Linked DNA regions of Hordeum vulgare: region 1 is linked to region 2. Evidence: chromatin contacts called from public Hi-C data. All regions are on one chromosome and are shown on one strand. The core of a region is the stretch at or near the end of the contact, and the rest is flanking DNA. Distances in the headings are between cores, read along the strand shown. Region 1 holds the start of LOC123395829 (histone-lysine N-methyltransferase, H3 lysine-9 specific SUVH1-like). Region 2 holds the start of LOC123396577 (putative receptor protein kinase ZmPK1).

Evidence for each region. Hi-C and Micro-C count contacts between places; a contact is called where the count stands out from the background.
Region 1: a Hi-C map of leaf shows a contact between it and region 2, with 2.8 times the contacts expected there. The contact joins the promoter of LOC123395829 here to the promoter of LOC123396577 in region 2. A contact is called at or near these places in 3 of 6 Hi-C or Micro-C datasets (leaf and seedling).

What each region holds. Positions count from the first base shown.
Region 1 is chr5H:311,410,945-311,413,644 of MorexV3_pseudomolecules_assembly, reverse strand. LOC123395829 (histone-lysine N-methyltransferase, H3 lysine-9 specific SUVH1-like) reads right to left here and starts at 1,386. Exons shown (of 2, transcript XM_045090864.1): 1 at 1-1,386. The coding sequence starts at 1,386.
Region 2 is chr5H:310,806,211-310,808,910 of MorexV3_pseudomolecules_assembly, reverse strand. It overlaps LOC123396577 (putative receptor protein kinase ZmPK1), which reads left to right and starts at 1,326. Exons shown (of 2, transcript XM_045091475.1): 1 at 1,326-2,303; 2 at 2,400-2,700. The coding sequence starts at 2,026.

The DNA of each region.
Region 1 (2,700 bases), core at 137-2,636, 600 kb before region 2:
CGGCCCCCTTTGGCCGTCGACTTCATTGACAAGGCACACAGGCAGATTTTCAGCCCCTGATGATAGATCCAGCACTATGGCCTTTTCTCTCGTGGCACGGTTCGCCTTCCACTTGTTTGTCATCTTCCAAACTGAAATCCCGTCAGGCTGCCCCGGCTCCCTCCTCAGCCTGTGCTTGAACACACTGAACCCGTTCTTGGCTCTGTCCATCCAGGAGTCCTCGATGCGATACACTCCATCGTAGATGTACACCTTGCCTCCTGAGATGGAGAAAGGGTCCCGTGCACTGCGCACCACCCTGATCTGGTTCTTCTTGCTGGCGCTGTTGCTGAGAGCAAGGTTTCCTTTCTCCAGCTTCTGGTCGTGCTTCTCCTTGCGCCGGCTGTTACCTCCTTGGCCCGTGTACACCAGGGTGTCAGTCTCATCTTCAACGTTCTCGTATCCGCCTGACGAGATGATGCTCACGGCCAGGCTCTCGTCCCTCCCGGCAAACTTAGCTGACAGGTAGTCGATGCCGGCCATCGATGGTGCATGCAGTCCCACGATGCACATCTCAATCCTGTAGAAAAAGATTTCTCCGATTTCGACACCCGGGACGGGCCCTATCGTCTTGAGTTGATTGATCCTCAGGTTGTTATGGTTCATGAGAACACTGGCCTTGAGGTCTGCGCGCCTGCCCAAGCCCTCCTTCTCATCCAGCTGCAGCATCCGGCGCCGGAGCGAGTCGAACATGGCCATGGCCGCTTCCACCGCCTCCCTTGGGTTGTCCGATGTGGAGGGCCAGCCGGCGAGCCCCTTGCTCAGGCTCCTCCTGATCGGTCTATGCTTGATGTTGGCTGCAGTGGAGTCCCCTTTTGTCTTGTGGGTAGCTGCAGTGGAGTCTCCAGCCTGCCGAGCCTTCTTGGTTGTCCTCTTGGGTGAAGATGAAGATGGCTTCCTCTTCTCGGAAGCAGGAGTGTAATCTTCATCCGAGGTTTCCTCCTTGGGCCGCCGCGCGGGAAATGCTGCCGAGATTGGCGTAGCCTTGAGAGGAACTGCAGACCCTGGCCCAGCAAATGAAGCTGGACCTGGCCCAGGGCGTTGTTGTTGTGGTGGTTGTGGTGAGGAGCAGAACCCTGGTGGCGGCCCATCAAATGAAGCTGGAGCTGGCCCAGGGTGTTGTTGTTGTGGTGAGGAGCAGAACCCTGGTGGCGGCCCATCAAATGAAGCTGGAGCCGGCCCAGGGTGTTGTTGTATTGGTGTGATGTAGACGAATGGTGGGTCGGATGATCCAGTGGTCACCACATCATACCCTGGAGGGGTAGGGAACATCGGCGCCAGTGAGTGCAATGGCTTCAGGTCCAGGGGCTGCTCCTCGGTTTCTGCTTCATCGATCAAGCTCCCCATGGTGAACTCCTGGCAGTAAGCAATAAACATGTAAATTCAGAAAACAGTATCATCTTATGAACTGAGAAAACAGGACAAAACTGTATCTTGTGAAGTGAAATGCAGCAACACGGAGACAGAAAACTTGCATATTTTGATCACTACGTTTGTTGGCTGGGTGTAATTAATATGAATGTTTATGCGATGGTGGCAGTGTAAAAATGGCATGTTGACTGACGAGAAGGATTTGCTTGATATCTTTTTTACAATTGTTATTAAAACAAGCGTGACACCGATTGAACAATTGTCCACTGTAATCTTTTCTTTTGAAGAAAAGATAGATAGAGAGAGAATAAATCTGTAAATTCAAGCAATGATAGAGTATGAAGTTTTGAACTGAAAGAACGGGATCCTGTCAAACGCAGCAAGCAGGAACAGAGCAATCTTCTTTTCTATATCGAAACAAAAGAAAGAGAGGAAAACACACTCTTTGTCGAAGTATCCATACCATGTGAATGTAGTACAGATTGTGGTTGTTTTAAGTATTAGACCGGCAGAAAACACATCTATTTCGGCATGCTACGTTGTACGTACGTTCCATCTTCCTTTCCTCCTCGCATATTATGAACCAAAAAGGCCGGCATCGACAGAAAGTAGAAACAAAGTTAAATAAGAGGAACGTTGCTGAACCCAGGAAAGAGTGGCCATTTCTCCACAGGTATGATCATCTAAAACCAAAAGCTGCTAGTACTACCCAAGAACGCCAGAAAAGGAAATCACAACAGAGATTTGCCGGGAGATAGAGACTGACCTTGAGGACGTCGTCGAAGCAGAAGCTCTTCCTCTCTCCACCGAAGCGCTCGCTGGTCTCACTTCTTTGGAGGCCACAGTCTCGTGGTGCGGTGGGGTAAAAAAGGGCACGCCACTTACCTGTGCTACCGCTTGGGGCCCCCCTCCCCTCGGAGAAGCCGTTTCCGTTCTCAGGGCCTACACGTGTGTACTGCCAGGCGGTCGTGTCACCGGTCACGCGTTGGCAAGGCTTGCCTCTTGGGCTTCTGCGCTTTCACTGTCCACCGTTGGACCGGTCTCGAGATCCGTGCTGCTTGAACCAGCTGGAGACGGTTCGACAATGCTCACCGGTGGCAGGTTTATTAACTCCGGTATCGGCCCCTCAATGTCACTTCACTTCACTTCAGCCTGGCAAAAATGTTATTCACTTCAGCGAAAGATCGAAAGTGTGAAATACACAAACTTACACGCTTTAGAACAAGTATAATAGTATAGTCACCTGCTGGCTATAAGTCATTAACATGTCATCTATAGTCCGTCTTATAG
Region 2 (2,700 bases), core at 77-2,576:
GCACTTCATCGCCCTGGGTCATCCATATACAACCGCCTCCGTGGCGCGGGCCTTCTTCGACGGCATCGTCCGCTTCCACGGTTTTCCTTCGTCCATCGTCAGCGATCGTGACTCCGTGTTCACGGGACATGTCTGGCGGGATCTCTTTCGACTGGCGGGAGTGAAGCTACGCATGAGCACGGCGTTCCACCCTCAGACGGACGGCCAATCCGAGGTGATCGCCATGTACCTGCGCTGTGTTACTGGTGATCGTCCACAAGCTTGGGTGGACTGGTTGGCGTGGGTGGAGTACTGCTACAACACCTCCTATCATTCCGCCCTGCGCACCACGCCTTTCGAGGTGGTCTACGGGCGCCCACCTTCGGCGATGCTCCCTTACAAGCCTGGGACGGCTCGGTCCGAGACGGCGGGCGACTTACTCCGCACCCGCGACGACATTCTCGCTGAGGCGCGCCAGCGTCTTCTCCAAGCACAGCAGCTGGCCCGGAAGTACTCGATGCTCATCATCGCGAGGCGGAGTTCGCGGTGGGCGATTGGGTGTGGCTGCGCCTCCTCCACAGGACAACGCAGTCTCTGGACCCGCGCTCCAAGCGCAAATTGGGACCTCGCTACGCCGGTCCCTTTCGTGTGTTGGAGCGTGTCGGCACACTCGCATACCGTTTGGAGCTGCCAGCTGGTTCTCGCCTCCACGACGTCTTCCATGTCGGCTTACTGAAGGCCTACCGCGGGGACCCTCCTGCAGCGACGCCGGCCCTTCCTCCTACTTCGGATGGCCGCCTCCTTCCAGCTCCCGCGCAGGTGGCGAAGGCGCAGCAGCGCCGCGGCGTCTGGCATGTCTTGGTATAGTGGGCCGGCCTGCCAGAGGAGGAAGCGACTTGGGAGAAGCTCGACGATTTCCGCCAGCAGTTTCCTGATGTTCAGCTCGAGGACGAGCTGTTTGAGAAGGCGGGGAGAAATGTTATGACCGGTACGACGTACCAACGGAGGAGGCCCAATGGGCAGGGTTATTTACGAGCTTAGCCCAAGTTATCTTAGCTATCTTAGAGTCCAAGTTATCTTAGTTATCTTAGAGTCCAAGTTATTGAGATTATATAAACAGATGTAAACAATTATTTCGGAATTAAGCAATAAGACAATTCTATTGCCCGGCTCCCAGAGGAGCCGGAACCCTAATCCTAGCCGCCCTACCCTAGCCGCCTCTCTCTCTCTCTCGCAGCGACGGCGCCCAACTGTCGGCGCCTGCGTCCCCAGCCGCGCCGGCCGCACTTCCACCCCCACAACCTACGCTGGTAGAACCCTAGCCTCTACCAATATATCAATTTGATGTCATATATGTTACTACTTTTTTCCTATATAGTTGATCAAAGTTTTAAAACTTTAACTTAGAACAAAAGCTAGATGTACACTTATTCGCGGATAGAGGGAGTAGGTGCTTATTTAGAAACTCCTTTTATTAGTTAAGCTGCAGGAAAGTTGTTTTTAACGAATATTGGTAAACTAGATTGAGCCCTTTATTGGGCATATTGGACCCTCAACGTGGTATTCGTCAACTGCCTCCATTCCTGGAAGCTGCAGATTCTATTATGTGGATTAGAGCGTGGGCATCAGTTCCCTGAAAGTGACCACCCTGGCCTGATCCATGGTCAATTCCTTTGAATGTTCAAATGCAGAAGTCACCATCGAAGCATCAATCAGTTAGCTGTAATGGACACAAGTGTCCCCATCTTTATTGGTGGTTTTGATGCTGGCATAGTGTTTTGATTATCTGGTCAGATGTGTCACTCTCTACCTGGACTGCCTCCGGTGGGTGCAAGTCTGACTTTGACTGCCTGTGAGGCTGTGAGGCAAAGGCACTGGCATGATTACAGCCCTGACGTTTTTAGATGTTTAAGGAGTTGAAACTCCGTAGCATCCTGATTTTGTCTTTAGATTAATATTTTCCTTTCAGGATTGAGACAGAAATTTACCTTAAATAGACGAGTGGTACTTGTTCAGCCGTCATCTGGCGCTGCTATCTCTGCAACCATGGTTCCTGCTCTTCCAACACGCCTTGCCACTATCTACCTCCTCTCCTTTTTCGCACTTGTCTCGAGCGCTGCAAATCGAGACATACTGCGACCGGGAACCTCCCTCACCGTCGAAGCCTACCAAAGTGAAATCCTGCAATCACCGGATGGCACCTTCTCCTGTGGCTTCTACGGCGTCTACGACAACGCCTTCACCTTCTCAATATGGTACTCCAAGGCAGCCAACAGGACCGTCGTCTGGAGTGCGAACCGCCACCGCCCCGTCCACTCCAGGAGGTCAGCCCTGACCTTGCACAAGGATGGTAACATGGTCCTCACAGATTATGATGACTCGGTTGTGTGGCAAGCTGATCATGATGGCAACTACCACAGAAATATTCAGCATGCTCAGCTGCTGGACACTGGGAATCTCGTAATGAAGAACACCAGCGGCGCGACAATATGGCAAAGTTTTGATTCACCGACAGACACGCTCCTACCAGCCCAGTACATCACGGCTACGACAAAGTTGGTCTCAACAACCCAGTCGCATGCTCCTGGTAACTACATCTTCCGTTTCAATGATATATCACTGCTGTCACTTATATATGATGTCCCCGAGGTTTCGGATATATACTGGCCAAACCCTGATAACAGTGTGTACGACAATAACAGAAGCCGGTATAACAGTACT